2 separate regions of the Zea mays genome follow, and region 1 is linked to region 2. A link is a contact called in public Hi-C data. All regions are on one chromosome and are shown on one strand. Each heading gives the region's core, a stretch centred on a gene start, on an enhancer-like site or on the middle of the called end of the contact. The rest is flanking DNA. Distances are from core to core; before and after follow the strand shown. Region 1 holds the start of LOC103632841 (mitochondrial phosphate carrier protein 3, mitochondrial). Region 2 holds the start of LOC100502116.

Region 1 (4,781 bases), core at 1,939-4,438, 150 kb after region 2:
ATTTGTATGTTTAACACTAAAAAATAGAGCTTGTATGTTTTATCTATTTATGTTTTTCTTATGGGCAGATGAGATAAAAATGGGTTGTGAAATGAATAGGGGTAATTTGGTCTATTTATATGTGGTGTAAGTAATAAAAAATGCAAAATATAGATGGGGTGTTGTTTTCTAAATTAATTTGGTGAAACCGGTGCTGCTCTACTAATTGCTTGAAAACGGATGTTATTTCCTGAACGTCTTCTCAAACTAGTGTTGTTTTATGGATTCTCCCTAAATATATGGCATGTTTGGAGCCACACGAACTAAAATAAAGTGACTAAAATTTAGTCAGTTTAGGGGCTAAACTTCTAAACACAAAGTGCTAAAAGTGACTAAAATGTTTTAGCTCATTTAGCTCTCAAGGAGGAGATAAAACTGACTAAAGTCCCTGTAATTCTTTACTATATTAAAGCATTATTTTCGATTGTCGTCCTGTGTCATCTTTTTACAAAAACATCCACATATTTTTTTAATCTAATCTGTGGTTCTCTTTTTCATCTACCCGTAGCACGCATGCACACAACAGGCTTCGCTCAGTCGTGTGGCATCCCTGGTGCCTCGTCGGTCGGGCTTATTGTTTACCAACGGCTGCACGAACCCTCTGCGCACAACGCGGAGTCTACTCCAAACTCATCGGGCTCTGACGCCCCATGATCTCCCAACGGATGCGAGAACCCTCCGCATACGACGTGGGAGTCTACCATGAACCCTATAAAAGGCGCTTTTTACCTCCCGGTCCCTCTCTTCTCGCTCTGCGTCGTTCCATGCCCCCATAGATTTGCTGGTGGCTACGGTGCTTTCGTTTCCTATGCTCTCCCTGTTCACTAACACCAACTGAGCCATGAGCGGAGGGACGCAACTATAGAGCTCGTCGGGTAGCAGCAGCAGGAGCGGGGGTAGCACGCCCGTGGGCGACAAGCCGCCACACCACCACCTCAGGTCCATCCGCCACTGTGCCAATAGCGCTCACATCGTCGCTGCCTCCGCCGAATTCCTAAGCAAGCTCGATGCTGCCCAAGCCATTTTCCCTAACACAAATTTGATGATTGTTCTCTATACTTGTGCAGGGGCTAGATTCGGGGATGCTCAACTTGATCTCTCCTATCGCATACTTCTGTCCAAGCTTGTTGCTTGTGTTCAGGTCGGGGAATTTCGGATATTGGACCCAAATCGTACATGGAGGACGAGCATGTTTGTGTGGACAACCTTGTTGAGCACCTTGGACTCCGTGGCCTAGGCATCCTTACACCGGGTGCCTTCTATAGGGTGAGTTGGAATCATATTTGCATCCGACCTAAGTGCGGACTAACTGTTTTTTTGTTAAATATTTAACGATGTGTAATTGGCACCGACACGTTGTAGCTCGCCGCCAATAGTGATGGCGCCGAGCTAGGGGTCCATTTTTTGAAAAGAAACTGCAAAGGACGTATTTGTGAAAATAAAACCCAAAAGAGGCTAAAATACAAAAAATCAGCATCTTACATTTAGAATTAAATTTCAAGAATCTATAACTGAACCAAACATTTCCTAAGTAGCTAATTTTAACTCAAATCCGCTCGGGTGCAAGATGTTTATATCCTATTAGCAGTGTAATCATGGTGTGAATGCTCAACGGGGGTGCCGTCGACAGCATGGTCAGAGGGAGCATGCTAGTGCACCAGTTGGAGTATGTACTTCTTCCATTCAATTGTCAGCAAGGTTTACAATCTCGTTTCATGTTGATTGACCACCCACACCCAAGAATGGGGAACCGATGAGAAACCGCCGAATTTCGCCAAATTCCGAGCGATTTGAAAATTTTAATTTAAACCATCGGGTTTGCATTTCTTGGTCGGGTAACCACCAATTAGCACCAAGAAACCATTTTTCATTAACTTTTCGGTGCACATATTTTCAAATTTGAGAAACGAATTTCGGTGAAAACCCGTCGAGAAACCATATTTTTGGTGAAATTCACTATTTTTACTGAAAAATAATGATTGATATTTTTAAAAATATAAAAATTAAATATAAGATGTATAAGAATACTAAGAAAATAGTGATTTTATAACAATTTTTATGTTTTTTTATTTTTTAAAATTTTGAACAAAATTTTAGAAAATCGGTCGAGAAATATGGCCGTGAACGAGAAACCTAGTGGGAAACTCCGGCTTTTTGGCGGTTTTGTATTCCCTGGTTGTCAGGTTGTCATTCCCTCCTGTCTAGTTGAGCTAGGCCAAGAATTTTGACATGACCAGTGGACAAATTTCAAGAGAGTTTGAGTCTTTATTTTATTCACGCTAAAAGAATCTTTAGAGTTTGTTTGGGAGCAAGAACAACGGAGGGACTTGAAGGAGCCAAAATCTCTTGAATAACAAGGTGAATTTAGCCCTTTCAAGTCGCCCGTTATTCTTGCTCCCAAACAAGCACTTAGGACAGTTTGACAACAAACACACATTTAACGGAAGGAATGAGCTCAGTTCATTGAGTAAGTTTAATAATGTAGTTAACTGCTGACAATAAGAATCTTTGTAGCCAATCTTTCAGCCCGTTCATATAGTAGTTAGATGCTCAATATTAATACATGCCTTGTCTCTCACATAATTTCTTGGTTCTGTGGCAAAACTGGGTGTAAGTTTGTAGCCCGCTTTTACTCTCCTTTTTATTCTCTCTCATCCACCTCTGCATTTAGCTCTGCATTTAGCCAGCTTAGAACATCCCTAGCAGCTCCACTATCTTATCATCTGTCTATCTCTTATTTCAAACTTTACTATACAAACAATGTCATCTACCATGTAAATCCTCTATTTTCTATGCACTAAAGACAACCTTATAACTGATTATTATATTTGCTTTTATTTTCTATGCACTAAAAGTAACATTATAGCGGATTATTATACTTGCTCTTATGTGAGCGACGGCTAGCCAGAACCTAGAGATCCACAAGTGCAGCTTCGAAGGAAGTAGTCAGACACACAATCAAACACGGCGGCTTTATGCTTCGCGAGATTCTAGAGCGTTGATCCCGTGCCAATCAAAGAAAAGAAGATCTAGAGAGCTTATACAAATTGAACATGTAAGTGACAGCGGAGCAGGTACACGTGGTGAGTTTATACAAATTGAACATGTGACTGTGACCACTGACCCGTTCCTGCTGCCTTCGAGGAAAGTAGGTCTTCAACTCCACAGGCCACACGCATCATCCTCGCCGGCCTTGCCCCCGACTGCTCGTATAAAACGGACGGGGAGGCAGCCTCTCCAACTGACCGGGGAAGTCACACTCACACGTTCGCGTGTTAGACTCTCCTGAAACCAGCGTGCTGTGCCGCCCGGGACGATGGCGCCGCGCCAGCCGCTGCTCCCCAGTTTCCTCTACGCGGCGTCGTCCGGCGTCAACGGCAGCAGGGAGGCGCCTCCGGTGGTGGCGGGCGCCCCGAGCGAGCCGCTCGGCAAGATCGAGATGTTCTCGCCCGCATACTACGCAGCGGGCGCCTTGGGAGGCGCCGCGGCCTGCGGGTTCACGCACGCCGCCGTCACGCCGCTCGACGTCATCAAGTGCAATATCCAGGTGCGTGCAGTGCCTGAGTTCACGGGAACCATCGCTTTCTTTGCCCGTCCGACTACTGCCAAATTCCGGGACCCCGGTTTCGATCACACCAGTGTTCTAACAAACGCCACATGATATCTCGGTCGTCGCAGATCGACCCCGCCAAGTACAAGAACACCTCGTCGGCGTTCAGCGTGGTGATGAGGGAGCAGGGCCTCCGGGGCTTCTACAGGGGGTGGGCGCCGACGTTCGTGGGCTACAGCGCTCAGGGTGCGTTCAAGTACGGCCTCTACGAGTTCTTCAAGAAGACGTACGCCGACATGGCCGGCCCCGAGCACGCCGCCAGGTACAAGACCCTCATCTACCTGGCGGGCTCGGCCACCGCGGAGGTTTTCGCCGACGTCGCGCTCTGCCCCATGGAGGCCGTCAAGGTCCGGGTGCAGACGCAGCCCGGCTTCGCCAGGGGACTCAGCGACGGCTTCCCCAAGATCGTCAGGGCCGAGGGCTACGCAGGGTACGTGTATATAGGGCATCAGCTGCTCAACTATCTGTTGTTTTGTGCATGCTGTATCTGAACGATGGTGTTTCTGAACTGCAGGCTATTCAGAGGACTGGTTCCTCTTTGGGGGCGACAGATTCCTTGTAAGCACGCATTTTTTTTCTCTCTCTCAAATGCCATTCATAATTTGCAGCACATGCATTAGTTTCCAAGCTGAACTTCCGTTCCCCGACCTCTGTGCTGTGCAGACACCATGATGAAGTTCGCGACGTACGAGAACATCGTGGAGATGACCTACAAGCACCTCATCCCCACGCCGAAGGATCAGTGCAGCAAGCCTCTCCAGCTCGGGGTAAGCTTCGGGAGCGGCTACGTCGCCGGAGTTTTCTGCGCCGCCGTCTCGCACCCTGCAGACAACTTGGTGTCGTTCCTGAACAACGCCAAGGGAGCCACAGTTGGAGATGTAAGTCCGCCACTGCACTTTGCAGAACACAGATGATCATCCCGACTCAACTTGCCTCTATATGCAATCAGTATAATCATCGTACTCTGTTTATTTATCTATGCATCAGGCTGTCAAGAACCTTGGCCTGTTGGGCCTCTTCACTCGTGGCCTCCCTCTTCGCATCCTGATGGTCGGCACCCTGACTGGCGCTCAGTGGGTGATCTATGATTCCTTCAAAGTTATGATTGGACTGTAAGTATTATATATGTGAT
Region 2 (5,390 bases), core at 1,656-4,155:
CAATTCCTGAATTGCAAATATATTTTCTGCAAATACGGCAATTAGTGAGAATTGAATTGGAGCTAACGGAGCACTTTAAATATGTCACTGCAACCTCAGTAGAAGAAACAAAACCATTAATACCTCATATGACCTTAAGTTCAATCCAAGTTTCAGCTGATCCTTGAGCTCTGTAAGATTACCCAAAATCTGATAAAATGGAGTTGTTCAACACAAAGTCGAATAGGGGGTCTGTGTTTGCCCATGTAAAACCAGACACTGCAGGAATGACTGTAACTCCTCCAGGAAATCTCAACAGCTCGAAACAACATGGATGCCCAAAAAGTGGTGTCAAGGATAGGTTCACTTGCTGGAGAATCATCTCTATTAAGGATGATCTCAACACACTTAGAGCTGGCAAACTTATTGAAGCATCTTTTGGATAAGGAAGAACACCAAAAACAACATGTGTGGAGTATTTAAAAGCTAATGGGTGCATTGAAACGATGATACCTGCAAAAAAACATATTATAAGCAGCAAACACTTCAGGCAAAAGAAATTTGAGGGAAAAAATAGGAAAGACAACAGGGAATAGGCACCTTGCTATTAGGTACACCAATCTCTTCAAATATGGCATTCCCTAGTTTGTCTATGTGAGAAGTAAGGAATGACACTGGCTTTTCCAAAGTGAAACCAACTTTGATTTCAGCTGAAACAGAGGAGATGATCTTTATCAACAGACATCATGATGCCTCATCAACATGTGACTGTAAGTGTTAAAAAGGGCAATACCCTAAAAGTACAAAAACATATAATAGCAATTTTTTTAAAAAACAAAGGCACACACAGGTTCTAGTGAATATTTTGTAGTCACAAAAGATAAATGAAATGTTTGATTGCATTATCTACCGAGACAGTGAGCTAGGAGGTAAATAAACATCTCAGCAAGACAGCAACAAACATGATGAATTCTCCATGAATAAAATAATGAGCTTCCTAAGAAAATTAATTGTGGGTTTCTGCTGATGGGAACATAAATAGGATATAAGCATTGACTTGATTATATTAACAGTGCCAGCAAAAAAAGGACTGGATCAGTAGTTCAAACAATTACGAGTAGTAAGAATATAAGACACACAGGTTTAAAACAAAAGCAGCCCTTTCATTCAAGATTGAAGGAGGGGCTTAACTCAGGCCTCCGCAGTCAGCACCCAGTAGGAATGGAAAAATGTAAACAATAGAGGACAGGAACAAGGGGTTGTTGGGAATTGGGATCCAGTGTCCCAAAATTGTAAACACATTAAATATACTATATATCAATAATTCAACAAAGAACCTTAAAATACATTTTGATCATGGTTTCAAAGGCGACTAACGGACTAAGCATCCAGGCGAGTACTGGGTCTGCCTGGACGCCTAGGTGACGACGTTGAAACAGGGATTCTAATATTAGATTTGGCTAGAAATATTTGGAATCCTGTTATCCTATCATCTAAAATCTCTTGAATTTAGAGGGGCTGGAAATTTAATAGGCGTGCTTAATATCCTATGTTTCTTGAATCTAATAATAATGTTGTGCTGAAGCAGACATGTTTGTCAATATCCACTCATCATGTATATACATCTACATCTAAGCATATCATAACATTTGGGACCTAGTTTTGAATAAAGTAAATTAAAATATGGATCTTACAAAGTACAATCCAAAACTGCTGTTATACTCCCTCCAGTCCAAAATACTGTCACATTTGACTTTCCATGTCCTATGATGTGTATCTTTGATCGCTAATTTCTTCTAGAACACATTCTTAAAATCCTTAAATTTTAAGAGTTTTGCAAGTATTTTGTATACAAATGTACATATATAACTTAGATATTTCCAAACTAAATAATGTGAAAGTTATTGATGTTTAGAGTTTAGTTTGATCAAACCTTGCCCTAAATGACATGTTTTCATGACTGGAGAGAGCACAAAAAATAATGCATCTAAGAGGACGAACACTACCCTAAAAAATTATATACTGCAGCACCAGAAAACATATGTTACATGCTACATACATAGACAGGAAGGTCTTCATATGTAATAACTTGATCCAACCATCAGGGTCTAACATTTTCAGAGACATCGAGTGAGAGAATTTCTGAAATTTGGGACCTAGTTCAAAATCATACGGATTCTAAAAGCCACCTTCTACCCAAAAAGGAGAAATTTGAATTTTTTAGACTCCAAACAATTCACATTTGTAACATCGACTTCAGAAAATAAGACTCAAAACACACCACACTTGATTTCAATGTCATCTTAGACTTTTTTTATCCTTCTGCGCCCTTCTGCCTTTTGCATCTATATCTTTTACATCTGTACGTACACACAGAAGAGCAAAAATGACAAAAATGAAAAATGACATTGAAATCAAGTGTGACATGTTTTAATGATTTAAGTCCTATTTTATAAAGTCAATGTTACGAGTGGTAAAAGCGTGAAGCGTATTGTTTGAAGCCCCAAAAATTAAAATTTCTCGGTGATCCCATGCTTCAGCATAATTCAGAACTTTAAAAGTACAATATGGATGAGCACAGAACTAACCAAGGCACACTCCCTGACAATTGCGCCCTGAGCATGACACGACCAAATTGACTATGAAATCATCCTAGCTCAACGGAGGTGGAATCGAAGAATCCAGCATCCATGCTGCCATCTCGTAAGCGGTAATCTGCCAATCGATCATATCGATCCGCCTCCCCACTACAACTAAAACTGAAACCACAACTTCCGAGCTGCCCCAACTAAACCCACGAATCCCCAAACCCTCGCACCAACGGCTATCACAACATAAGTCGCAAGAGTCCGAGAAAATACCAGCGAACACGTCGTGGTCGTCTGAGATGTACCCCTCCTGGCGCGAGGGCACGAGCAGGAACAGCGCCGGGATGAGCACCCCCACCGCGAGCAGGAGTGTGTCATGGACTCATGGCCGATACCTGGACGCGGGTGTGTGTGGCGTGCATAGCGTTGATTTGTATGAACCGCGTTCGCGTGTGGGCCGTGGAGGCTTGTGTGAGTGTGCCGTGGAAATGGGGCCAGCTTATTTTGACGTCTATAAAGGCTACTGTGTCGTGCTGTATTGAACAAGGGATGAAAATTGAAATAGAGAATATACCTTGCCATTTACCTAGAGTTGAGCGTTGTCTTCTCATCGGCAGGCCAGACCTCACGCCGTGGTTGCTCACCAACGGCCAAGGGGAACGACGAACGTGACAAGTGGTATCAGAGGCTCTCCGATCCTCGGCGGGGCGCGTGAGGGTCGCGTCCTCTTTGGCGGCGATTCCGTTCCAGCGACCTAGCTTACTCGTCTACCTCGGTGTCGACATCATCCCATGACGCAGTTGTGCTTCTCGACACGGAACTCCTCCTGCCGTCGGGATCGGAACAGGACCGGGACGGTCCTTGACGGGAGGTGTGCGAGGTACAAACAACCAACTCGATTCATTCTGTTCGCGATGGAAGAGTGGAGGAAGGAGGATGCAGGGCATTGGGATAGGGTGATGAACCGGTTGAATCGTTTGATTCAGAAGTTGGAAGTGGTGGATGACGTCCAGTAAACAATCCCGATTCAGTCGAGGTTAGCAACAGAGGTGGCAACAGAATGGACTGTGTTGGCACGCCAAATGAAGGAAACCAAGGCTAGGGATATGGAGATGTGGCCTGAGGAACAGGGTTGGTTGGATCCACGGCCTAGTGAACGAGGATGTCAGTGTGGGCTTGCTGCATCGGGTGTTGGAGGTATGGCCCCCTTTGGTGTTCGATGAAATGCCTCACAACAGCAGCGAGACTGTGGTTGTCCTGTTCCCTGAAGATTCAGATTCCTTGGTGTTCAGTGAAGTGGGCCTAAAAGTGGTATGGGATGAGGAGATGCATTCTGAAACTCACATGCATGAAGGTTTATTGAAGCGGCTTGCTCGAGGTGGAGAAGATTTAGAAGAATCGGCTAGCAAGGATGATCATGTTGAAGTTAAAGCTAGTAGGCCTGACCCACCAAGTGAGGCAACTGTGGTAGTTAAGAATGGTGGAAGTATGGATGAGCTTCTTCCTGCTAGTGCTGGCAGTGTGCTAGAGGATAGCCTGGAGAAGGAGCAGAACGTTGAAGATCAGGTTGCTGTTAGTAAAGTGGAAGATGTTGGCACAGAGGCTGAAAATGTTGATGCTACTAGAGCTGGCGGTATTCTCTCTCAAATATTGGCTCTAGAATCAAACGATGAATTTAATGGTGCAGGGAGCCTGGAGGTTGTGAAGCCGAACTTAAAGGAGTGGACAGAAGGCTTCTCTAGTGGTAGTAGCTCTCGAGACTTCATCAGTAGCGGGGTTGGGTAGATGATATTTGATGAATCTGATGCCGATGAGGATGAAGATGATGAGGAGAAAGTATTTGGTTCATCATACCTTTATTTGCAGCGTGATTTCAGCCCTGCTCGATCAAATTATTTTAGCCTTTTAAAGCTCGTAGCTACGGTTTACCCTACGGAAGAAAGGATAGGTGTAGAGTTGGAGATTGGACATGTGCAGAAAATGGCAGTTGCAAGCATTGGCAAACTTCTTGCAGACTCGGTATTGTCATCAGAGCAAATAGCTTGGAGTGGACTAGATAGTGTATCCATCTACTGTTCTGAAGTATTGTTGATGATTAGTGAAAGTCGCCTAGAGGGGGGTGAATAGGCAAATCTGAAATTTATAAACTTTAAGCACAACTACAAGCCGGGATTAGCGTTAGAAATAAAGTCGAGTCCGAAAGAGAGGGCAAAAACAAATCACAAGCAAATGAAGAGTGAGACACGGTGATTTGTTTTACCGAGGTTTGGTTCTTGCAAACCTACTCCCTGTTGAGGTGGTCACAAAGACCAAGTCTCTTTCAACCCTTTCCCTCTCTCAAACGGTCACTTAGACCGAGTGAGATTTTCTCCTCAATCAATTGGGACACTTAGTCCCCACAAGGACCACCACACAATTGGTGTCTCTTGCTTGATTACAAATGTCTTGGGAACAAGAAATGGGGAAGAAGAAAAGCGATCCAAGCGACAAGAACTTAAATGAACACAAATGTCTCTCTCGCAAGCCACTAAGTCTTTGGAATGTGTTTGGGACTTGGAGAGGATTTGATCTTTGCTTTTGTGTCTTGGAGTGAAGTCTAGAGCTCTTGTATTGAATGTGTTGGCTGAAAACTTGGATGCCTTGAAGTGTGGTGGTTGGGGGGTATTTATAGCCCCAACCACCAAAGTGGCCATTGGGGAGGCTTTCTGTCGACGGGCGCACCGGACACTGAGTTTTGTTTCTTTGAAGCCCAAGACACTAGGGATCTTCCCAAGAACTGACAAGTCCCTGATGTGCTCTTTCTATCAATTTTACACCCTTCCC

What was found. A called contact is a pair of places that touch in the nucleus more often than the background predicts.
Region 1: a Hi-C map of leaf shows a contact between it and region 2, with 6 times the contacts expected there. The contact joins the promoter of LOC103632841 here to the promoter of LOC100502116 in region 2. A contact is called at or near these places in 3 of 25 Hi-C or Micro-C datasets (all in leaf).

What each region holds. Positions count from the first base shown.
Region 1 is chr7:130,543,021-130,547,801 of Zm-B73-REFERENCE-NAM-5.0, forward strand. It overlaps LOC103632841 (mitochondrial phosphate carrier protein 3, mitochondrial), which reads left to right and starts at 3,189. Exons shown (of 6, transcript XM_020541346.3): 1 at 3,189-3,586; 2 at 3,718-4,079; 3 at 4,164-4,207; 4 at 4,313-4,527; 5 at 4,637-4,761. The coding sequence starts at 3,356.
Region 2 is chr7:130,395,679-130,401,068 of Zm-B73-REFERENCE-NAM-5.0, forward strand. It overlaps LOC100502116, which reads right to left and starts at 2,906. Exons shown (of 3, transcript NM_001196619.1): 1 at 2,841-2,906; 2 at 580-689; 3 at 101-492. The coding sequence starts at 478. The coding sequence ends at 179.